Regions from separate parts of the Podarcis muralis genome. Here region 2 is linked to region 1. A link is a contact called in public Hi-C data. All regions are on one chromosome and are shown on one strand. The core of a region is the stretch at or near the end of the contact, and the rest is flanking DNA. Distances in the headings are between cores, read along the strand shown.

Region 1 (7,738 bases), core at 1,277-3,776:
CAAGATACAGTGGTACCTTGGGTTACATATGCTTCAGGTTACATACGCTTCAGGTTACAGACTCCACTAACCAAGAAATAGTAAAAGGTAAAGGGTAAAGGTACCCCTGCCCGTACGGGCCAGTCATGTCCGACTCTAGGGTTGTGCGCCCATCTCACTTAAGAGGCCGGGGGCCAGCGCTGTCCGGAGACACTTCCAGGTCACGTGGCCAGCGTGACGAAGCTGCTCTGGCGAGCCAGAGCCACACACGGAAACGCCGTTTACCTTCCCGCTAGAAAGCGGTACCTATTTATCTACTTGCACTTTAGGGGTGCTTTCAAACTGCTAGGTGGGCAGGAGCTGGGACCGCAGACGGGAGCTCACCCCGCCGCGGGGATTCGAACCGCCGACCATGCGATCGGCAAGCCCTAGGCACTGAGGATTTACCCACAGCGCCACCCGCGTCCCCTACAAGAAATAGTACCTCGGGTTAAAAACTTTGCTTCAGGATGAGAACAGAAATCGCGGTGCAGCAGCGGCAGGAGACCCCATTAGCTAAAGTGGTGCTTCAGGTTAAGAACAGACCTCTAGAACAAATCAAGTACGTAACCAGAGGTACCACTGTAAGATCACTGCCAAGCAAACACAGATGACTCTCCCCATTTCTCGAAACAAATTTAAAAAACTTCCAGTAGCACTTTAGAGACCAACTAAGTTTGTTATTGGTATGAGCTTTTGTATGCATGCACACTTCTTCAGATAGTTTCTGGTATCTGAAGAAGTGTGCATGCACACGAAAGCTCATACCAATAACAAACTTAGCTGATCTCTAAGGTGCTACTGGAAGGATTTTTTAAATTTTGTTTCGACTACAGCAAACCAATATGGCTACCTTTGTTGTTGTTGTTTAGTCGTGTCTGATTCTTCGTGACCCCATGGACCAGAGCACGCCAGGCACTTCTGTCTTCCATAAAGGTAAAGGGACCCCTGACCATTAAGTCCAGTCACGGACGACTCGGGTTGCGGCGCTCATCTCGCTTTATTGGCCGAGGGAACTGGCGTACAGCTTCCGGGTCATGTGGCCAGCATGACTAAGTCGCTTCTGGCAAACCAGAGCAGCGCACGGAAACGCTGTTTACCTTTCCGCCGGAGCAGTACCTATTTATCTACTTGCACTTTGATGTGCTTTCGAACTGCTAGGTTGGCAGGAGCAGGGACCCAGCAACGGGAGCTCACCCCGTCACGGGGATTCGAACCGCCAACCTTCTGATCAGCAAGCCCTAGGCTCTGGTTTAACCCACAGCACCACTGTAACTCTCCCCATTTCTGAAACACTAATGGCTTTATGTCCTCATACCCATTAGGCCACCCAGTTGCTCCTTTCCTCTCTCTCACCTGGGAGGGGTCCAGCTCTGCACCAGAGCAAGCTGTCACCCTGTGGGGAGGGATGATATAAAAAACTATATACTACTAATTCTCAGCTATATAATTGTACCATGAATGGTGCTACACCACCCCGACTCGAGAAATAACCAATCTGTTACTAGTGCTAACAGGCACAAACCTCAACTCCGTACTCAATGTAGCCCTGAAGGTCAGTGTAAACACAGTTGTTGAAGTGAATCAATGGCTCTGCTCTTCTTCTCCACTTCATATACAGTATTTGGTATGGCTTGAAAAACTGCTCACGGGGTTGTTGTGACGACAAGCCTGATCACCATCATAATTCCCTCAGGGTAGAGACCTCTCATAACTCCTTGTTTGTAAAACACGGCATTAGACCGGCGGTGCAACCTGTCAGTGTGGTAATGATTACACGTTGATCAACCCCAAAATACCTTGCAACACCAACCTTCTATAGCTGGGTCGAGACCTACAAGGAGGTCATGTCCTGACTGAGATTGATAGTTGTTTATTTTTGTTCTTATAAGTAATAATCATTAGATGTTGATCCACATTGAAACATCACACTCTGACCTGAGGGTGGTGGTGTTATTTAGATGTCACAAAATATTAAGTGGCTAAGTTGCAACCAACACCAAGTGGGTCACCTCCCTACCCTGTTAAAGATGTGATCCAAAACATGTTTACTAATAAGTCTAATTAAATTCATCAAGACTTGATCTCCGAAAACGTGTATACGATTGCAGGACTTAGGGACCCGAGTTAACTAAGTTTCCACCATAATAAAGCTGCTAGTCATCAACATCTGGAACTCCCTTTTAAGATTTTGCCAGGGTTAGAATTGCAGCATAATTGTTTGCAGCGTTGCAGGTTAAAACCGGAATGGCTATAAAGACGGACAGGTCTATTTTGCGCAGGAAATGCATTTTACAGGCCTATCCGGTGCTCGGAAACAAGCCCCCACTATTGCATTCAACGGGACTTTCCCTCAGGTAAGCACGTGCGGCTCCCAAAGCCTCGCACTGAGCTCAAGCAGGAGATTCAGGTTGAGCAGGGAACACGATCTCCACCCCACATTACACTTTAACGCGCGCGCATCGAGCAAACGCGCACTCCCCGCCCGGCCAGGAAGAGGAATCCCCCTCCCCCTAACAACCGGACAGCCAATCAGAGATAGGGATCTGTTACTAAGGTGTAGCGTCCTCGAGGGAGATGGAAACATGGCGGCCTCCAGGCCTGGATCTTACTGTGGGGAGGTGAAAGCGCTGCGTCGGGACGGTGAGCGGCGGCGGGAGGAAGAGATAGCTTGCCCCAGGAGGACTGTTAACGTGATGGATTTAAATGAGAAGAAATATTGCGGGGGGGGGGCATTGCCTGTTTTTTTGGAACAGTCATGCGCTGTGACTAATAAATAGAACCTCCATGGACAGAAGTAGTCTATCAGGTGACAAGAGCCACATAGAGAAAGTTATCACCCACATTTAGGGAAGTTTTTAATATTTAATGCTGTATTGTTTTTAACACTTGATTGGAAGCCACCCAGAGTGGCTGGGGAAACTCAGCCAGATGGGCAGGGTATAAATAATAAATTATTATTGTATTATTATTATTATTTGCTACTTTTACACACAAACACACACGCACGCACGCGCACACACACACAGATCAGGACATGGGAGAGCAGGGTTCCAATCCCTACTCAGCTGCTAGGAAGTTCACTGGGTAGCCTTGAGTGAGTCAAGTCAGTCCCTCAGCCTAAGCCTACCTCACAGGGTTGTTGTGGACAGAGAGGTTGATATATGCCACCTTGAGCCCCTTGGTAATGTACAGTGGTACCTCGGGTTAAGTACTTAGTTCATTCCGGAGGTCCGTTCTTAACCTGAAGCACCACTTTAGCTAATGGACCTAAAGAGCACGGAGCACGATTTCTGTTCTCATCCTGAAGCAAAGTTCTTAACCCGAGGTACTATTTCTGCATTATCGGAGTCTGTAACCTGAAACGTATGTAACCCGAGGTACCACTGTAAATGTAATAATTACATTTTCTCATAAAGTTGTTGTTGTTTATTATTTTGTTTATAAGGCCAGATAAAGAGAAACTATAGGGAGCTTGTTTCTGTTCCTTCCTGCCCCAAACAGCACTCTGCTCCAGCTGATGTGCTTGGCCTTGTACTAGGGGGTCAGCATGCTCTGGCCTTGGCAGTCAGCTTGGAAACTATGGGCCTCACAGTTAGAGGGAGAACAACCTGGCTAGTTTTATTGATTTACTTAAGTTTTTATACTGCTTCATATTTCAACAGGAAACCCTAAGTGATTTACAAATGTCATCGAAAAAAGAATCAATTAATGAAATGCAGTACAGATTACACATTCAAAACCAAACTATACTACTGCCTATGAGAATAACAGTTATACATTTTAAGTTGCGTAACTGAAATAAACACCTCAAAACTATACATCAGTAAAACAACTAAGAGCCCCAGCTTCCATGGAGCTGTGGACAGTGATGTGCAGTGGGCAGTGACTAGAGTGTAAATGATGAAAATCTTGCTCCAAAGTCAGTCAAACACAGCTTAGACTAGGTTCCCTGCTATGAAACTTTGATGCCAGAAGATTTTTTGTGGCCCTTTAAGCTGCCCCTACGTTTCCCCATTTAAAATAATATATTTTACTGAATTAAATAGTAATGAAGGTGATTTCAACATACTTGAGAGTTACATTCACGGGATAAATAAAAAAATTGCTCAGTAGTGCCTTAGAGACCAGCTAAGTATGTTCCAGGTATAAGCTTTCGTGTGCATGCACACTTCTTCAGATACCATGCACACGAAAGCTTATACCCAGAACATACTTAGTTGGTCTCTAAGGTGCTACTGAACATTTTATTTATTTATTTTGACTGCGTCAGACCAACACAGCTACCTACCTGAATCTAGATTCAGGGGATAGTGTATGAAGCCAAAATCGCGTATAGTCAAAATATACTGGGTTCAATGGTGGGTGGGATTGCCAAAGTCTTTTTTCCTGGATGCCCATATGTGTAAAGCTGACTGCACACATTAAATGTGTGTAAGTTGCAAAAGTTTTAAAATACTGTAGAACAGCTGCTGGGAATGTATTTTGGAAAGCAGCCTTGAGAATTGCAGTTCTTGCCATGCAGCCCCCAGAGGGGTGACCAAGTGACCTTCAGCCTGAAATAGTCACCTTGATCTAGCTCAATACGATCTACTCTTACTGGCAGCCGCTCTCCGGCATCTCAGGCAGAGAAAGGGTTTTCTCATTACCTGTCTCCTGAAATTCTGTTAGCTGGAGATGCTGGGGATTGAACCTGAGACATTCTGTATACAAACCCTTATTTATTTTCTTCTAAGACAAAGAGCCTTTTAAAAAACTAGATCCATTGAGCAGGTTCAGGATTGGCAAAAAAAAATTTCTTATCCACTCCTGTAACTATCTAACTTACATCCTTTGCTGTCACAAATGGTCACTTAGTTACTTCTAAAAAAGAATTAGAGGAAATCATGTCTATGATTATTAGCCATGGCAGCTTAACTAGACTCTCCATGTGTAGGATCAGTGCCTGAATGCCAGTTGCTAAGGGCAAAGAACAGCAAATAAACTTTAAATGAGTCTCAAAACTGTATGAATTTTTCTTCAGTGCATAGAGGAAACTTATGACAATTTTTATTATTGTATATATTGAAAGTGGGTTGCTTTGTTTTTATTTTAAGTATTTAAGATCCTCATTTCAATTGCTTCTGCTGTTTTTGGACATCTTATACTTCTGCATTTCTTCCTTTCAGGTTATGGAGTTTACGTTTACCCTAATTCTTTCTTCCAGTATGAAGGAGAGTGGAAGCAAGGGAGAAAACACGGTAAGGGAAACCAACTTTGTCCTCTGCCATTGTGAGGTTAGTATCATTCTAGCTTGCAAGAGGTGTTATTAAGTAGCACAAAGTGGGACCTGCAACAAAATGTTGTGGTTTGGAGTGCTCCCATTCAGTGTGTCCTGGCCAGGACACTTGATGAGGCATGTGACCGTCACCTACTCCAGGTAGCTAGCTCCTCCCTGAGCTAGCGAGCCCCACCTAGGCTGTGGGTCTTTGGCTGCCTTCCCTCAAAACTGACAGCTGTAAGTTCTGGAATCCTGAGATCAGGGGTGGTACAACCCATTTTGCCACTTGAGGCAAAACAGGAAGTGCCACCCTGCTCTGTCACACCACCACCAGCGGGGCACTCACCACCAGTGCGCCACCTGCCGGAGGCACTGCAGCTGTATGACCATCTCCCCCTTGCCACGTTGCATTGAGCTGCAGCCCAGCAACAAGGGCTAAATAGTTGAGAGAGAGTTAAAGCTTAAGAATTACTTCTCTTGTCATAGGGTATCAGGAGATTGATAGTAAAGTTGTTCAAAGTTGCTCCTTTTAAAAGCTGCTGCTCTGGCTGGCTCTCCTTTGCTTGCTCTCCAAATAATCAACGTCATCCCTATCCATTTTTTTAAAAATTAGATAAGTGCAGTGTTGTACTGCCCATCTCCTTGTCAATTTTGATTATCTTACCTATTTCCCCCTCTCTCCAATTCACTGAATTCCTCAAAACAGGCAGTTTCTGGTTGTTGCTGAGACCTTTCAGGTTTTTGTTGTTGTTTTCCAGGTCACGGGAAATTGCTGTTTAAAGATGGAAGTTATTATGAAGGCGAGTTCGTAGATGGAGAAATTAAGGGCAATGGACTCAGATACTGGGCATCTACAGGTGGGTTTTTTGTGGTACGTTCTCTGTACATTGTAGTACATTCAGGGATTGGCGAAGCAGTTCTGTATTTAAATGTTGATGCTTTGTCATTGACTGAGATGCTTTCATCCTAATGGCCTTTGGCTGAACTCCCCAGGTCCTAGAGAGCAAAAGACAAGGTAAGCAGAAGAAGGCCTTAGGTAAACGGCAGTGGCTTAAGTGAGGGCTTAGAAAACTAACAACCCACGAGGCTAGGAAAAGAGGATTGCCATCAAGTCCAAAAGAATGTGGGGGCGAGAGTATGGGACAATTATGCTTTCCCTAGGAAAACACGCTTGATGCTAACATTGTCAGCTCTTAGGTGCCTGTCTAAGACATTCCTCTTTGCTCAGGCTTTGGGTTTTTAATCTAGATTGTACCATGGTATCGATGTTAGAAACTCAGTTATATAAGCTAATTGCCAAATGTCACCTTAAACATGGGTTATGGTCGCCATAACATACAGTCTTACCTCATTTTGTGGCCGGGAGCCGTTCCGGAGCCCCAGCTGCTAGCCAAAAAGGATGAAGGGCAAAGTGCCGCATCTGCGCATGCGCAAAGTGTGATTTAGTGCTCCTGCGCAAGCAGCAAACCCAGAAGTAACCCATTCCGGTACTTCCGGGTTTGCCGCAGACATTCGCCGGTATGGACGCTAGACAAGGCGGACATTCGCGGAGGTATTACTGTAATGTCTAGGCATTCATTTTTAATCAATGAACTTTGTTTTTGTTCATTTTATTTCTATACCACTTTATATTTTAAAGCAAAAATCTCAAAGCAGTTTACAAAACATCAAATAAAACAATCCAGAATAAAACAAATTCAAGCTTCAAGGAAAATATTTCAGATTCTTCTCTAAGCGACATTTTGCTTTCCCCATTTTTTATTTACCTACTTAATTTATATAGCTGTCCCATTGCAGAAGTGCTCCAGGAAGCCAGTGTGGTGTACTGATTTGAGTGTCAGACTAGGACTTGGAAGATCATGGTTCAAATCCCCACTCGGTCATGAATCTCACTGGGTGATCATGGACCAGTCACGCCTCTTTACCTACCTCACAGGGTCATTATAGGGGTTAACTGGGGGGTGAACATGTACTCCTTGGAGAAAAGGCTGGGATATAAATGTAATAAATAAGCTCTTCTGCTTAGCTGCTTAAGAAAGTTAGACAGGTCACTTCTATGATTTATGGCCGGTTTTTGCTGCTCATGATCTGCTTGTTTGTTTGCTTGTTTGTTTATTATTTCCATTTGTAGTCTTTTTACTATCTGAAGCAGTTTACAGTAGATAAGAATATATAAATATTTATGTATACACAAATAAGTGCAATAAAAACCCATGTCAAATGATTTATATAAAAAACAAAACAAAAAACCATACATGAACAATCTCCATATGCCTAAACATAATAGCAACATAAATAAAGTCAGAGAGCATTGCAAGGCAGCGTATATTATACATTATATCTATCAAGCAACTGCTCATACTCTTCACTATTGTAACTCACATACAGAAGGTTACTGCCAAGCATACAAATGTGCCCTACTCTTCCCATCTCTGAAGCACTAATGGACTCATGATGCAA
Region 2 (7,436 bases), core at 817-3,316, 450 kb after region 1:
ATGTGTGCTATACATGCATATGACGATACACATATTGTTGATGTCTGTCTGTCTCAAGAGACAATGGAGTGCGCCTCTGGGAGTGAAGCCAAACCACTGGAGAATCACAGCACCTACTGTGGCTGCAGAGATGAGTAACTTATAACTACTACCTCTCACGTTGTTTTTGCTGCATTAGCAGCACCAAAGTGACCTCTCCGGGGCGCAAGCCTGGGCAGTGTGTATGAAGGTTCTGGGCCTCCAGGATGACTTCATTGATGTAGTCCAAAGGAAAGGAAAGCAATACGTTTGGAACCAGCTTGGCTGCAGGAGTTGCCAGAAGGAGGGCATACAAGGCGCCATCCAACTGTCTTAGGGACTGCACTCTGGATTTGTGTAGGGTTTACTCCTTAGCCTTTATTTCTCCCAAATATGTCCCACAAGGCAGCGGGTACAGATTTTTTCCTTGGGATTTAATCCCAAAGCCTTTCTCACAAATGAATATACCACAAGACACTGGAGGCTTAGGATCAGTTTTTTTCCAATTACACATAAACGTGAAATAAATATTAGTTCCCCAAAATTAAATCCATTTACTAAAATGTTAATAGAATACTGTACTCTCAAGAAGTATTTTTAATAATTTGGTGCCACCAAGTGGTAAATAACTACATTCCAGCTTGCAGACAGTGCTGTAAAAAAAGGTATGAACTAGGAGGAAAACACTTTTCATTTTTGTTTTTACAGCTGCAGTTTTGAGGCAATGAAGCAATTATTTCCTGCTGTTGGACTTTTCCTTTTATGCTTTCTTAATGTTCATGCCATGTGTAGACTTCGTTAGGGTGACATTCATGAAGAGCAATCTATAAACGGTTTCTCAAACTCCATGCAAAATCTGCAAATCAAATTTAAAGGTTTGTCTAGCTGTATGAAAACATTAGTCAAGCTGATCTCATTGATTCACCACTTCAGATATTAACTGAAACATGAAAAAAGATGGAAACCCCTTAAAAATATAGTCTGCCCAGAGATTCCAATCTGTAAGAATGTTTAAAGTTCTTAAATTTTCTCAAGCAGCCTTTTCCTCCATCTGTGCAGAAACTCCCTTTCTTGAGACATTCCCACCCAAACGCTTGCTAAAGTAAATGAACTGTACCTAAGCCCTTTGAAGAGCAGACCCAGTAAAGTCAGTGGACCCAAGTGAGTCATGACCGTTATTTTCAATGGCTTGTATCCCATTCTAGACCTACTCAGAGCAGCTCTGAGTTAATTGAAGTTACGAGAAAGGAATTTCCGACTAAACATCAGAAAGAACTTTCTGCTGTTCTACTAGGAAGTGGAATCCCTCGGAAGGTGGTGGACGCTTCTTCCTTGGAGTTTTTTAAGCAGAAGTTGGACGGCCATCGGTCACGGATTTAGTTGTGATTCCTCCATTGCAGGAGGTTGGGCTAGATGACCCTCAGGGTCACTTCTGACTCTACGACTTCGGTTCATCTGTTTCAATAGGATTACTCTTGAGAAGGACTTACTGGAGTGACGACCTGATGTGCTTACTCTGAGCAGGGCTGAACACGGAGCACAACCCCAAGGCAGGTTTCAGGCTTGAAACCTATCCTTCAAACGACACTCTCCTTAAGGAGCAAAACAAGGGCATACTTCAGAGTAAACAGGGCTGTGCTGTATCAGGTTTAAGCAGCTTTGGCCTACTAAAATCCACTCCTGCCAGGCACCCGTTTGTTTGAGGGTAGGATTTTCCTCCCAAGTTTAGCAAGGCAGTAATGGAGGTGGGGGAAGGGGAGGAAATAAGAGGGAGGCAAAAGGGGCAGAGTATATTTCGAAGTGGGCGAATTGGGACCCACATGTCAAGATCTCTGAAATAAAAAGTACACAGTCTGACAGGAACCCAGCAATTGGGGTGGGGAGCGCTCCTTTTTTGGGGGGGTGGAAGCCTTGCCCTCCATAGGATGACGATAAAAAAAATTTAAGGGGCTTGGGGGGGGGGGGAGTAATATTTTAAAAAAACAAAACCACACAACCCGCCATTTTCTCGGCCGCATTGGGAGCAGGGCGGCCCGTTGGCCACCAGCTGGGGCTGCTGAGCGAGCGAGCTCTCCCCTCAGAAAATCCCTTCCCGCCTTTTCGGAAGGAGGCGGCCCCTAATTCCTCCCCAAGGGGAGGTTTGTTTTTGTTTTTTTTTTGTGGGGTGGGGGGTAGAGGAGACCGAGCTATGGCCGACGAAGAGCGGGCTGAACACGGCGGCAGCAGCCGGGGAGGAAAGCTCAGCCTCAAGCGCAAGAGGCGGCAGCCGCACCAGCAGCAGCAGGAGGAAGAAGAGGCGGAACGACGCCCCTCGGCCATTCCTCGCCGAGCACCGTGAGTCCGGGTTGGGATTCCTTCTGAGACGCTGCGGGAGGGTGGGGAGTCTGCGTGCGAATGCGCAGGCGCCCGCCACGAGGCCTAGGAATGCAGCGGCGCGGGGGTGGGGTGCGCGCGCGCAGGTGGATGAGTGTGGAATGATTGGATCGTTCTCTGAGTGTGTGCGCGCGCATATGCTTCAAGTTAACTGGAATGAGGCGAGTTGCAACAAGGCATGACCAGTGGTAGATTTACCTATAAGTTAAACAAGCTATATCTTAGGGCCGCCCCCTCTCTTGGAGGCCCCCCCAAAAATTTAAGGAAAAACAACAACACTGGAGGTACATTTCCAAAATACAAGCTAAAAATACAAGCTAAAATAAAACCTACATACAGCAACAGTGTTTTGTGCTGTGTAGGCTCCTATGATGTAAGTAATGGGCCCTGCTTGCTCCCTAAAATATCACAGGTTTGCTCATTTCTATATATAGGGTGCCTACGTTCTGCACAGACTGGTTGTAACAATTACTTTGATAAAATACATATTTTATGTGCAAATAGGCAAATAAACTATTAGGTCCATAAATTACCATATTGTTGTTGTTGTTGTTTAGTCGTGTCCGACTCTTCCTGACCCCATGGACCAGAGCACGCTCCTGTCTTCTACTGCCTCCCACAGTTTGGTCAGACTCATGTTTGTAGCTTCAAGAACACTATCCAACCATCTCGTCCTCTGTCGCCCCCTTCTCCTTGTGCCCTCCATCAGGGTCTTTTCCAGGGAGTCTTCTCTTCTCATGAGGTGGCCAAAGTATTGGAGCCTCAGCTTCAGGATCTGTCCTTCCAGTGAGCATTCAGGGCTAATTTCCTTAAGAATGGATGTGTTTGATCTCCTTGCAGTCCATGGGACTCTCAAGAGTCTCCTCCAACACCATAATTAAAAAGCATCAATTTTTCAGCGATCAGCCTTCTTTATGGTCCAGCTCTCACTTCCATACATCACTACTGGGAAAACCATAGCTTTAACTATATGGACCTTTGTCGGCAAGGTGATGTCTCTGCTTTTTAAGATGCTGTCTAGGTTTGTCATTGCTTTTCTCCCAAGAAGCAGGCATCTTTTAATGTTGTGGCTGCTGTCACCATTTGCAGTGATCATGGAGCCCAAGAAAGTAAAATCTCTCACTGCCTCCATTTCTTTCCCTTCTATTTGCCAGGAGGTGATGGGACCAGTGGCCACCATATAGCATACAGTATATCCAACACAAAAAACTGCGACAATTTGTTGTTGACAAAGGACAGCTGGACATATAAAGGGCCCCATTACCTTCAGTAGCTTAGGGCCTCATCAAACCTAAATCCAGCCCTGCATGAGCCCCTTGAATATAAGATTTAAAAGATCATTCAATAGAACAAAATAGGTTAAGCCAATAAACGTGTTACAGCAGTAAAGGCACACAAAAACCTCTCCTTTTAAGATTTGTATTATGGGAGTGTTTAGGTGATTGAGCGTCAAGAGGAATTAGATGTGCATTAAAAAGGGGGGCAAAGCCTCAGGGTTTTGTTATGAGGATGATGAGGGCTGTTCTCATATAACATAACTTGTATATTGTATTAATATTAATACACGACCTATTAAAAATCCTCAGAACAGTTTTGTTTTGCTGTCAACGCAGACCAGTTAACAGAACGTTGTAATAAATGCTCGAAACTTACCTAAGAATCGGTCATGTGCAAGGGGTGTGCAGGTGAACAAGAATCTGAGAGGTCATTGTGTACGAGAGGCGAGGAGTGTCCATCGAGTGTATATGTTAAGTGCCTCAGGTTTTTATGATTAGGATTAAGTAGAGCAAGACTTGTCATCACTAGAGGCTAATTAATTTGATATTATTATTCACAACTGTAAGTTAAATAACATAAGCCACACATTTAGGCTTTGGTTATGTTGCATAGTACTACAGCAGTAGCCTACATCTGTCTCCTGTTTCATTTTTAGACCAAAGGACCTGATGTTTGCAAATAGTGGCCACTTAGAGGTTGTTGTTTTTTGAAGAGTTTACTGTTACAGGTGTGGAATTTTTCAATCGAGAGCACCTTAAAAGGGAGCCTTCTCTGTTTGTCTTTCATACTGGTTTCAGTGTGCAGTCACCAAGATTGCCTCGCAAATGTAGGATTCTCAACAATTCCACTCCAAGCTTGCAAGTGGCTTCAGCTGTACCAGGTTGGTTCTGACAAGAGAAATGATGCTATTCCTGAGTTTTATGTTTTGTAGTACATTTTCCAGCAGCTCTTGCTGGTTTGAAGAGCAAGGCTTAAGCGGTGCTGAAATCGCGTGGATGACATTACTCAAGTCTGTGGAGCCACACCTGCATCGCTTGAGTTTAGAAAAAGTAGTCAACCTTCCCAAGTTTCTTACAAAGGTAAAACGTGTTTTGAATTATTATTAACCATTAAGATACTTATTGACCATTAAGATACTATCTCAAGATTAAAAACAAGTCCTCATCTTCATTCACTTTAAATGAATGCAATGGAAAAATAATTGAAAATAAGGTTGAAGGTAATGGCTTTGATATTAGAGAAGCTCCCCACTGCCCTAATTTGCTTTTTATAATGCCTTCCAGAATGTGATACAATGGAAGGAACCCTCTCAGTTGATGCTGACTGTGATACACTGAGCCTGTCAGAGTCATCAGTAAAACCTGCCAGAAAGCCAAACTTGTTGCATTTAGCCTTGAACTTTAGGAGGATAAAGTTGGACAAGAGGCTGTACTTCACACGTCATCATTTTATTTGTACCCCCCTTTTTTTCTCCAGGAAGAAGCCCAAAGTGGCTGATGCTAACAGAAATGACAATAATAGGAGGGGAAATGCAAACAATATGAAACATGGTTTGACAATTCAATTAATCAGTACAAAATTCACAAAATGTATAGCAGTGGCATAATAAAATAACTCTGGGCCACAAACTCATACTCCCAGTCTAACAACCAATATATAAAATCATTTGGATTACTATTTATTAAATTTATTTGTCACTTTCTTACCAAGGTAACTCAAAGTGCCTTACAATATATAAACAAACACACGCATTATAACCGGCATAAAACAAAGACATCTCTAAAAGGCAATTCTATTTTTAAAAAGCTGGATCCATAAGTGGGCAATCGCCACTGAAAAGGCCTGTTGTGTTGCCACCCACTGGATCTCTCATGGAGGCAGCACATGAAACAAGGCCATATATGACAAATTGCAGGATCTGCTTCAAATGGAGAGAGGCAGTTGGCATCTCAAGCCACATTTGGATGTAATAAAAAGTAGCTACAAGCATAGCAGTAATAGCACAGCATAAAAAGGCCACCATATCCCACAACTGCCCATGCCGAAATCCTGCATATTTGTATTAAGTTTTAATGGGCATTGTGTAATAATACATTTGATGTGGGAAGTTTTCTGTTTGGTCCTGTGACAGTTGGTTTCACTGCCGCTTGGGGCCTTAACTGAGCGGTGTGAGGAAGGGTTGGTGTTACGATTTTTAGTATGGAAGAGTATAGAAGGTATGCCTATTCTTATTGTCGAGTGCAGGTTTGGGGAGTGAGACTGAATTGTGGCAAAAGCAGGGGTTTAGGAGGACCACTGGAATGGGAGTAAGTACCACCCCCATTCCTGCCACAGCATCTCATGTCAAACTTGCAGAAGAGGCAGCCTACACTCCTATTATGCCAAACTGACATGCCTCTGGCAGTGGTTTTGGCTTTAAAGTCCTGAAACATGGTCACAAGACACTGATGACACACTTAACTGGTTTTGGGAGGAAGCGGGTAGGCGTGTGCACAAGAGTTGAATCCATCTAAGTGCTACTCAGAGTCGACCCATTGAAATTAATAGGCCCAAGTTAGTCACGTCCATTAATTTCCATGCCTGTCAACCAGGAGGAGATACTTGACAGAACTAAAGGCTGTTTCCACCGTGGAGCCACTAGAGAATGAAAGAAAAGCAAAACAGTCTTGTGGAACTGTAAAGACTTAAATTTATTATGGCATAAGCTTTTGTTGATCAGAATCCACCTTGGATGCATGAAGCGTAATCTCAAATTGACAACATGCACACGCACATACACATCATGGGTAAGGCAGAATGGTGAGGACTAAAGTCAGAGGCAAGCAAAATGCAAAAGGGACAGTGGTAATTATGCAAAGGCACAATAGTTACAGTGACACTTAAACAAGGCTGTGTTGGTGATAACACAAACATCCTGCCATTGTTAAGCTGGATAAACTCATGAAGTGTGGTTAAAAATTTTCTGTATTCGAACCGTAAGTGATAGATCATACCTTGGGAGCTCTTTCAAACTGTATTTTCCACATTCAAACCCAGCACTGGTTATGGTATCTTACTGGCTTTCCTCTTTTAAATATTCTTCTGAATCTACAGAGTTAGCAAAACTTTAATTTGTCTGTGTTTCAGAGCTCACAAACTACAAATCCTCAGCCAGCCCCAGAAACATTTGACATTGGAATGAAACAGTTTCAGTGGACTCCATTTCCATGTTACCACACAAATAATTCAAGAAGTAAAAAGCCTCCTGAAAATCAAGCTCTTAGTTTGATAGAAAGAGGAAATGATGCAGATGGGAGACTCAGTATTATTTCTCCTGTTCCCAAGCAAAACCCCATTCCAGCTGGTAAATATACTGCTGAGGAAACAACAACTGGACACAACAATCATCTTTCCTCTAAGCTGGAAGGTAGAGAAATGATTGAAATGTGCCTGCACTCAACCCAGCAGAAATCACCAGGACATTCATCAATAGCTGCACAGAGCCAGCCAAGAGTATTTGTGTTTGAAAAGCTTTGGAAAGGGGGTACAACACAGAGTGAAGGAAAAAGCAGAAAGGAAAATAAAATACTATCAAATGATGATAAGCAAAGTGCTTTGTTGTGCCAGCCTAACAATGCCACATCAGTGTTACCTGTGCAGGAATCTCCTGCTCTTTGTTTGAGTGTCGGCAACCAAGAAAAAACAGAGGACCACAGGGAGGAAATATTAGCTCTCAGCCAGTGTCCCATGTGTCAGATCCACTTTACTGGAAAGTAAGTATTGGTTAT

The links. Hi-C and Micro-C count contacts between places; a contact is called where the count stands out from the background.
Region 2: a contact with region 1 is called in a Hi-C map of tail, with 3 times the contacts expected there. The contact joins the promoter of FAAP20 here to the promoter of MORN1 in region 1. A contact is called at or near these places in 2 of 3 Hi-C or Micro-C datasets (blood and tail).

What each region holds. Positions count from the first base shown.
Region 1 is chr7:18,378,339-18,386,076 of rPodMur119.hap1.1, forward strand. MORN1 (MORN repeat containing 1) reads left to right here and starts at 2,527. Exons shown (of 15, transcript XM_077931327.1): 1 at 2,527-2,661; 2 at 5,187-5,258; 3 at 6,037-6,135. The coding sequence starts at 2,604.
Region 2 is chr7:18,824,076-18,831,511 of rPodMur119.hap1.1, forward strand. It overlaps FAAP20 (FA core complex associated protein 20), which reads left to right and starts at 2,067. Exons shown (of 4, transcript XM_028740932.2): 1 at 2,067-2,352; 2 at 4,601-4,748; 3 at 6,796-7,421. The coding sequence starts at 2,207. LOC114602555 (a long non-coding RNA gene) reads right to left here and starts at 2,394. Exons shown (of 5, transcript XR_003707937.2): 1 at 2,291-2,394.